2 separate regions of the Mus musculus genome follow, and region 1 is linked to region 2. A link is a contact called in public promoter capture Hi-C data. All regions are on one chromosome and are shown on one strand. The core of a region is the stretch at or near the end of the contact, and the rest is flanking DNA. Distances in the headings are between cores, read along the strand shown. Region 1 has its middle 33 kb from the start of Gm10741. Region 2 holds the start of Wif1 (Wnt inhibitory factor 1).

The links. Promoter capture Hi-C pulls out the DNA fragments that hold promoters and counts their contacts.
Region 1: a promoter capture Hi-C map of liver shows a contact between it and region 2, with 2.0 times the contacts expected there. The contact joins the enhancer-like site here to the promoter of Wif1 in region 2. A contact is called at or near these places in 3 of 39 promoter capture datasets (3T3-L1-derived adipocytes, embryonic stem cells and liver), 3 of 484 Hi-C or Micro-C datasets (LSK cells, nephron progenitors and undifferentiated spermatogonia), 1 of 115 datasets of contacts at active chromatin or transcription factors (embryonic stem cells) and 1 of 9 other capture datasets (liver).

The regions. Positions count from the first base shown.
Region 1 is chr10:121,126,301-121,130,971 of GRCm38.p6, forward strand. No RefSeq gene overlaps it. Among named protein-coding and RNA genes, the nearest start is that of Gm10741, 33 kb to the right of the region's middle. Within about 2 kb of position 2,856, at least 14 of the 459 cell types and tissues checked have an H3K27ac peak or open chromatin away from gene starts, as enhancers often do. A contact at or near this core is called in liver, where this site is marked.
Region 2 is chr10:121,031,536-121,036,798 of GRCm38.p6, forward strand. Wif1 (Wnt inhibitory factor 1) reads left to right here and starts at 2,469. Exons shown (of 10, transcript NM_011915.2): 1 at 2,469-2,955; 2 at 3,431-3,570. The coding sequence starts at 2,808.

The sequences.
Region 1 (4,671 bases), core at 1,606-4,105, 95 kb after region 2:
TTGCAAGAGCATCGTCCATCTGCATCCATGGCCTTCAGAAAGCATAACACAAAGGAAGCCTTACCTTTACCACCTTAGATCAAGGGCAGCACATTGGTGCGGTTTCCCCAGCTTACCTGTGCTGAGTGTTGAAATGTCTCTTGGGGAGTCCAGCACTTTGGTCTTCTTGTGGTTTGTTTGATATTCATTATCCTCTCTCATCCTCAATGGCCCCTTTCCCTCCCTCCCACACTTCACCCTCATACTCCACCTCAATCCCATCACCCCCTCCCAGGTCCCACGTGGTATCTCCAAAGACAAAGGATACAGCTACGGTGCTGTGAGGCCCTCAGAGCGATGTGGAATGCAGTCTCCTCTTACAGTCCACTTCTGAGATGAGCTTAGCTTGCTAGACTCGAGAATTTCTGCTCCCCTGGTTTCAAGAAAGCTTCCAGGCACAGCTTTTCTGTTTCCTCCATGGAGTTTCAAGAGCAACAACATCCAGAAGTTTGAAAAGCTTTAAAAGGATATTCCATCTGATCCTGTGCCTGCTGAATCCATGCTCCGATTTACCTTTGGACCCTTGCCTAGTCCCGCTAATTCACCATTTCTTTTCTACGTCCATAAATTATATTTAGATTTTTTTTCACTTCTCCCTAACTTGTTTAGTTTCCAGGATGGAATAAGTTTCGTCTCGGGCTCTAATGACAACTCCAGCCTAATCTGTCATTTGTTTCCAAGATGTCTGAAGAGGTGTCTGTCTCAGTTTCTAACCCCTCTCCCAAACTAGCATCTTGGAACGTAAGCAGAAATTTCCAGAAACTTCTGCCATTAGCAATATCTCACGAAGGAGTCTGAATATCTGCTCCTAAACTGCTATACAGCAGCAGAAAGGGCAAAAGTTTACGCAGATGCTGGTCTAGGTGAGGATGCCATGCAGCCAGTCTTCCCAAAATGACCCTGATCAGGGACTTGGGGGTAGCACAGTGAGCTCAAGGTGCTCACTGTGCAAGCACACAGACATGACGCCAATCCCCAGAACTTTTGTTCAAAGCTGGGGGTGGTGGTGACCGACCACGTGAACCACCACTCCCCCAAGGGAAATAGGGAAAGACTCCTGGCCCCCTGTTAGCATTCTGCCTAAGCTCCACCCCACAGTTACCTGGCAACAGCCAGGTATGCTCCTTTTTGGCATCAGGACCTCCAAAACCTATGACATCATATAGGCGACAGTGAGACCTACAGATCTGTTACCAAGACAACAGCTACCATATTCCCAGAATCCACTTGGTTCACCTCCCACCTTTACCTGTGTTATGTCATTTACCATATAAATAAGGGGAATGCCCCTCCCTCTCCCTCTTTTTCCCCTTCTCTTTCTGCCACCCCCCCCCCTTTCCCTCTCTTCCACGTGGCCATGGCCAGCCCCTACTTCTCTCCTCTCTCCTCTCTGCCTTTCTCTGCCCCTATTACCTTATTAACTCCCCTCCCCATGCCCTAAATAAACTCTATTCTATACTATACTAGTGTGTGTCTGGTCCCTCAGGGGAAGGGATGCCTTATATAGTAGGCCTGGCCACTATAAAAGGGGCTGCTTGTCTCCGGCCCCCCCTTTCCTCTTGCTTTCTTGGTCCCCCGTCTCTCCCCATCCCCTTCCCTCCTCCCCTCCATGTGGCCATGGTCGGCCTCTACTTCTCCACTCTCTCCCTCTCTGCCTCTACTACCCACTTAACTCCCCTCCCCATGCCCTGAATAAACTCTATTCTATACTATACCTACCTGTGGCTGGTCCCTCAAGGGGAAGGGATGCCTCGGCATGGGCTCGCTGCGGCACCCCCTTCCTCCACACCTCACCACACCCCCATTGAACACATTCTACTTCTTTATCTTTTTATAAACACATCACCACCACCACCACCACCACCACCACCACCACCACCACCACCACCACCACCCAACCAGCCAGCCTAGTCCAACAAGTTTCAAATGAACTGCTCAGATTGAGACTGGAGAAAATAAGGTAGCTGCCGATGAGAGGGTTCACCACATTAACAACCCTTGCCTTTAAGCCTAAAGAGCTGAGTTTGATCTCTGGAACCCACGTAAAGGCGGAAGGAGAGAGCCGGCTCCAGAGCATCATTCTTTGACTGCCACATGCACACCATGGCACATGAACCGGCATGATGCACACACACACACACACACACACACACACCCCACACACACACACACCACACACACACACACACACACACACACACACACACACACACACAAAATCAATACACAGATGCAGTTTTAGAAATAAAAATTATGGGGCTGGGGAGATGGCTCAGTGGGTAAGAGCACTGACTGCTCTTCCAAAGGTCCTGAGTTCAAATCCCAGCAACCACATGGTGGCTCACAACCATCTATAATGGGATCTGATGTCTTCTTCTGGAGTGTCTGAAGACAGCTACAGTGTACTTACACATAATAAATTAATAAATCTTTTTTTAAAAAGAGGGACTGTTTAAAAATAAAATAAATAAAAATTATAAAAGAAATGAGATGGATAGCTCCTGAGGAAGGACACCCAGTTTGACCTCTGGCATCCAAGTGTGTGGAAACACACACACACACACACACACACACACACACACACACACACACACAGACACACACACTTCCCGGCTTGGGTTTTAAAGCATCTTGCCCTCAGCTATGAAATGGCAGCAGCTTAAGTGATGCTTTAATTTTGTTTTAAAGACAAAAGTGGCTTACTGTTTTCCTCCCTCGATCCTCATTGTTTAGCCAAGTCCTGTACAGAGGAGCCAGGAAGTCCTGGCTGTAGAGGGGAAAATCTGTCTGGCTTTCCTAACGGCTTGCCCAGTTACCGAAGCCTCACAGTGCATGCCAACAGCCAGCCACGCCGCCAAGGAACCAGCCAGAAAAGGCCATGACGGGAGAAAGCCGACACATGAAAGCAATTCCGCTCCAGTAAACTGTTTCATGGCATTCAGGGAGGTGGAAAGGCAAAGGGCTCCAAAGACAACCTAAGGGCTCAGCAAGAAACAAAATGTGCGGTGGGAGCCTTTGGGAGCAAAGTGCAGTTACCCGAGGTGCTGCTGAGTTACCTGAGCCCTGGGAAGCGGGAGAGGGGAGATAAACACTTGTCCTGTGGAATGCAGTTTGTGTGGATCTATTGTGCAACCGATGGGGTTGCCACATGCCAAGAGAGATTTACTTTAATTTCAGAAACACACACACACAGAGACAGAGAGACAGAGAGAGACAGAGACATAGAGAGAGATTGTGGGGATGGGAAAATGTCTGTAAGAATCTTAACATGTAAGAGAATGTCGTGTTTAGAAGCAGTTTAGCAGTCTTATCAATCCACCTTCTGAGGAGCTGACACTCCACAGAGCACCCGTGTGCAGCATACAGAGACCGAGAGCTGAGCTCTAACGGGCACTGGAGAGCAAGCTCTCTTTCCAGCATGTGCTCGTAGCGATTCAGTAGTCGCTCAGACTCAGGAAAGTACCTGTGCTGGCATGCAAGCTTCCTACCCAGGTCTTCAGAAAGTTAGCTACGTGTGAATAACATTATATATAAAATAAAATGGCCCTGGGGACAAATATTATGTTAATTACCTGGGCAAGAGTGGTCCCTGCTCAGTTTCTCCTAGTCACATTTGGTAGAGAGAAAATTCCGCTGCAAAAATGTAAAATATTTGGCCAGGCAGGTGGCTAAAAGCACTTTCCAGTTTTCTGCTTTCCTCACAAGAACAAAGACCTGAGTTTGAACCCCAGAACTCAGCCCAGCACGGTGATGATGTGCATCTGAGCCCCAGGACTGAGGTTTTAAAATCTCAGCAGGGTGACATGCATTTCTACTGTCAGCACAACTGAGGCAGGGACAGGGTGCCCAGGGTGTGCCCGACAGCCATAAGAAAGAACCCTGACTTTTAAAAAGGGTAGGCAGTGCCTGAAGAGTGACAGCTAAAGTTGTCCTCTGGCTTCCACTTGTGAAAGAACACATGTGCCGTGTAGTCTCACATATGTGTACCCACCAAGATGGATCACATTATACTATGCTGGTGAGTTTATGCAGCATTATGGGGTGGATCAGGCAGTGCCTGGAGTGGGTCTCCAGGGTGCCCATTGGTTACTGCTACCCACTCAACCTAAATGTTAGCCAAGATGCCATCCCTTCTTTTAGATAATAGCATTTGTTACCCAGGAGCCTCTGTGTTTCAGGGCTGAGTTCAGTGGTCAACCCTGCAGATATTTTTCTTTCTCAGAACATGATCTCTTAAGTGTCACTTGCTCCAACCTAACTGACTGACACTCTGCCAACAGAAGACCCACAGACCCGAATGCAAAACAGAAACCTCACAACTGAGAATGAAGATCAAATTCAGGAAGGCAGACGACAAACAGAGTGTGTGCCACCTTATCACAGGTAGAACTTTTGTTTGTTTGTTTATTTGGTTGGTTGGTTTTTTGTTTTGTTTTGTTTTGAGACATGGTTTCTCTGTGTAGTTCTGGCTTAGGTAGAACGTTTTAACTTTGATTTTATTACTTATTTTGTGTGGGCTGGCTGGGGTTCTTGTGGAGGTCGGATGACAACTTGAGGGAATCAGTCCTTTTCTCCCAAGTGGGTCCCAAGGATCAAATTCGGGTTGTCAGGCTCGGTGGCAGGCGCCTTTAC
Region 2 (5,263 bases), core at 1,219-3,718:
CTATCTCTCTAGTACCAATAATTTTTAAATAACGTTTTATGTATCTCTAAAAATACAGTATGTTTCCTGTTGGAGAAAAGTGAACAGAAAAATGTAGTTGGTAGTATTGGTGGTGCTGTTGCTGTGGCCACTGATGATGGTGATGATAATGATGATATAACACAGGCTACTTTCTCTGTAGTCTAAGCTGGACTTGAATTCACTAGTAGCCTCGGCTGGCCTCATTTTCACTGAAACCCTCCTGCCTTAGCCTCTGAGTGCGGGGATAACAGGCATTTGCCACCACACCTAACAAAACAATTGTCCAGAATTGGGGAAATTTCTTGATAGCAGGATAAATTGCTGTCTCAACATCAAAGACGACTGCTACGGAAAATCCTCACTTGGAGGAAGCTGTATTATGATAGAATTTGTTCCCCTTTCAGTTCTCAGCTGGCGTTTGACAAGAACAACCTGTAGAGGGCGTCCTTACACCAAGAGCCATGGAGGTCTGAGCAATACTACGGAAGAAAAACCTTCAACGAAAACCACATTCCAAGTCAAAAAGAGTCTATTGTGTTGCGAAATTATTACCTGTAACTGAATGACACTGTTTTTACAATATTAAAGGGTTATAAGTTTGCCTAATATAGTAAAACATTATATAAATTAATATTCACTGCAACAATTAATTAATAAAATAGAATGTTGGGAAAAGATCCTTTTTTGTTTGTTTTTTGTTGTTTTTGTTTTTGTTTTTTTGAGACAGAGTCCCAGGTAGCCCAGGCTGGCTTCAAACTCCATATGTCGATTAGTATTAACAATGAGCTCCTGATGCCTCTGCCTCTACTTCTTTAGCCCCCAGATTACAGCCTGTGCTACCACAACCAGTTTAAATGTTTTGTTTTAAAGAAAGAGTAGATGTTAAGCTTTTTTGAGGCAAACCGTCTTAATTGTGATTTGCAAGAAGGGGCTTTGAAGTTAGAGCGATCGTGATTTGAATTCCTACTCTTGTCACTCACCAGCTGAATATCTGCGGTCAATTTACTAGACTTTTAAAGCTTTGGTTCCCCATCAGTAAAATGAGAGTAGTAACAGTAGCTGCCTGAGAAGAATTTTTAAAATGAAGCTTCATGGAGTTCACAGTCACAATGGACAGTCTTCGTGTCTAACTCCCAAACACAATACCTTCCTACCAATCTGTTAGATACCTACACAGATTTCACAGTTTTAACACATGTTTCTTCTTCTTCTTCTTCTTCTTCTTCTTCTTCTTCTTCTTCTTCTTCTTCTTCTTCTTCTTCTTCTTCCTCTTCTTCTCCTCTTCCTCCTCCTCCTCCTCCTCCTCCTCCTCCTCCTCCTCCTTCTCTCCTCCTCCTCCTCCCTTCCCATTCCTCCTTCTTTTAAAAAAATATGCTTGTGACCTAACATTTGTTGAACATGTACGCGTCCAAGTCCGGCTTCTATTCTGTAGTTTCTGTTTTTGCCATCCCCTGCTGAGAGACCCACCGCTCTACAAAGGACAGAAGGGAACACAGCCCAGCGCCAGAGTCTAGATCCTTGGGGGGCATTTGCTAGAAAGCCACTGGGTGCAAAAAAAAAAAAAAAAAAAAAAGTAAACAAAGCTTTTCCGGGGTCTGAAAACTTTCTGTGTTTTTGAAAAACCATTTGTTTCTGCTTTCTCTGTACGTTCAAGGAGGCAGGCAAAAAAGCCTTCCGTGCAGAGGTAATGCTGCAAGCCGCCGCTAGCTAAGTGCTCTCCCACCAGACCCTCAGTCTTACCCTCAAGCGCCTAAGATTTCAGAGACTGGGCGTGAGCCTCCTAATGTTTTCCCCCAAATCCAATTTTAAGGGGAGTCCTACCGTCGTAGAGCAGGGATGGGGGGAAAGGGATTACAGCTATCATCGAGGTCCTAGGGAACTATTCCGGGTGCAACTGGGTTATCAAGAAGACAAACCACGCCACCTGTCGGGTGTCTGTCCAGTGCAGAAATAAATGAACGTCCTGCGAGGACCAGCGCCTGCAGTAGCCCGACTAGCCTGTGGAGTCTCAGTATTTAACTTCCTAGGAGAGAGAGAGCGAGAGCGCAAACTGTCAGCTAGAGAAGTCAGAGTTTGCAGACAGGCACACAGAGATGCAGTCTGAAATGTAGTTCGAAGAGAAAGGGTGGGCTGGCTATGTGCTTTCCGTTAGCTCCACTGTTAAACGGAATTTATCTTTGACCACGAATCGAGCCCAGATTTTTTTGTTTGTTTGTTTATAGCACCCCGGCCATCCACACGTGTCTCTTCGGGCGGCAGGAGGCCTGAGTGATGACCCAGAAGTCCCTTTGGGTGTGTTTCTTGGTTGTGTCCCCGTTTTCATTCACCTGGCGCAGGCGAGCGGGGTCTACCGGGTACCGCGGCCCCGCCCCCGCGGCTCCGCAGCGCTCCCTAGTGGCGACCGCCTGCACACCACCGGCCGCTCTCAGTGCTCGCCTTTTGCCAGCAGTTCCCGCGGTTCCTCCCTCTCGAGTGTGCTCCTCTAGCTGCTGGCGCTGTGGGACGTGCTGGCATTGCCAGCTTTGCCAGCATCGTGTCTCTGCGTCCCCCTCTCCCTCCAGCCCCCACCTCTTTCTACGCGGCCGCGCATCCACTCCCTCCTTGCTCCCTCCTCTCCAGCACTCCCAGGCTCACTCGCAACGGAGACTGGAGACTTGCACGCCCAGTCGTTTAAGTAGGAACAGCTCCAGCCCCGCCAGCTGCAGCCAAGGCGAGAACTTCACAAGCAGCACAGGTTGGGTCGCTGCGGCAGGAGTTGCACCACCAGCGAGAAGGTCCTGAGCACCATGGCTCGGAGAAGAGCCTTCCCTGCTTTCGCGCTCCGGCTCTGGAGCATCCTACCTTGCCTGCTCCTGCTGCGAGCGGATGCAGGGCAGCCACCTGAGGAGAGCTTGTACCTGTGGATCGACGCCCATCAGGCTAGAGTGCTCATAGGTAAGGTCCGGCATCTGCACCTTCCCAGTGGTCCTCAGTTTTTCCATTAGAGCGGAGACACGTGCACCGAGTGTGTTTTAAAACAACTTCAAGGGTGACTGCCCCCTCTTTTTAAAAATCAGGATTCTCTATTTAGAGGCTTATGAGATTTTTTTCTCAAAAAAGCAAAGCCGACCCAACATCCCAGCCCTGCTGTTGCTAGTCCTGACTGCAGATTTGTAACAGGAATCCAGCGGTGGCACCCGCTTACTTCACTGTAAGCACTTTTTTTTTTTTTTTTTTTTTTTTTTTTTTTTTTTTTTTTTACCACAGAGAGAGGAAAAATAACTCTGGTACTGTTGTTGGTATCAAAGGCAGGTGCTTTATGAAAAGCAGTGACCTGCACTGGTTCCCAGGGGTTTTGCTTTCTACATGAAACGTCTGTTTCTTAGAAACGCAACTAGTTTGATAGGTTTGTTTATTATTTACACAACAGGATTTGAAGAAGACATTCTGATTGTCTCGGAGGGGAAAATGGCCCCCTTTACACATGATTTCAGGAAAGCCCAACAAAGAATGCCAGCCATTCCTGTCAATATCCACTCCATGAATTTTACCTGGCAAGCTGCGGGGCAGGTAAGTTCTGATAACAGAGCGGTAGAGAAAAGGCACTCTTTTGTATTTCAATTCTCCCGTGGCCCATAGTAATAATAATGGTGTGTGATGTAGCTCCGGTGGCCCGTAGTAATAATAGTGGTGTGATGTATACCATTTAAAATTCCATACAAGTTCTTGCCTGGTTGCCAGAGCACACAAGGGATCAGTTCCAATGTATTTAAAGTTGCCAAGTAAATGGAGAACTCTAAGGGTCAATGTACTCACGATCATTACTTTAATAAGATTTGGTATCCTGAGGTTTTGAGTATAAAGACCCCAAATATCCATATCATGGTGTTTCTGTAATCACTGATATTAAAACATTAACAAAGTATTTAGAAGACTTTCAATACTAACTGATAATCATTTGTGATGGGATTCATACTTCACAACAAAATAAGTTCGTAGGTATTCTTGACATGAATTTTAGAAGGCTGATATGCTGAGTGCTGCAGATACCACACATTTCTTGTAGAAGTTCAGAGACTCAAAAAAAGTAATATAAAATTATGAAAAATAAAGACTACTGATTTTCTGAAGCGACCACTCAAAATGCTTCCCTATGGAAATAAAAGAGAAAAAAGTCTATGTCACCAAAGCGTTCCTCTCAGTACTTAGCATGCAAGGCCTTCTAAGTTACCTTTTATAGATCTGCAGGACTGTATTAATGTCCTCTGATTTGGGAAGGGTAGGATGTTTGTGTGACTTTAAAATTGTCTAGAGGACAAGTGCACAGGATAAATTCTGCTCATTAGTTGGTAAAAATGTGTCTGCTATGAAAACTATTGTAACTATAATTAACTGCACATTTTCAGGTTTTTTTTTTTAATTCTAAAATTACTTAAATAGCCATTTTCAAGAAGGATGCAATCAAGAAAACACTTTATAAAAAGCAACCATGCTAAATCAGGAAACCACATTGGTGCCCTGCAACTGCCTATTACACTGCAGTCATGACCACTTCAGCTGTCTTTTTATCCTCAAGTTTGTTCTATTTTTAAAAGAATCTTTTAAAAATAGATCTCATCCAGACTGTCTGTGTTCCTTCTGCTCCGTGGTTTTTTTGTTTTTTGTTTGTTTGTTGTTGTTGTTTTGTTAAATGATGTTTGGTAGATCCAGGTCAGACATTTGATGGTCCCGTTTGCACAGAGAAGTTGATTGAAGCCTCTGTTGTTTTTGTTCCTGCCTGCAATCCTCTCTTCGTAGATACTTGATGTGCAGTGTTGTTTGGTACATTGGGAAATCACTAATGAGTAACTGGGCTTTCATGTTTTCCTTTTCTTTCACCCAAATCTGTTTGCTGGTGTTGACCACTTGTTATTGCGCTCAACAGCCTATATTTTAAAGATGCTTTTTCATAATAATGTTAGAAAGTAGCTTAACCCCTACCCTGCCAGATGAAAGGGGTTCGTAACTGAAGAATGGTAGAAAATGCCAAGCTCCCTTACACACACACACACACACACACACACACACAGAGAGAGACACAAAGAGAGAGACAGAGAGACAGAGACAGACAGAGACAGAGTCTTTCAAAGAATTAAAAGCAAAGGCTGCAATTCCATGCTACCTTGTGCATTGCCTTGTAGCACACATATCTGTAAAAGGGATTGGCATAGTGAGCAGTCTTAGGGCTGTGTTTTGGAGGGGTTGGGGAAAGCTAGAGCCATCT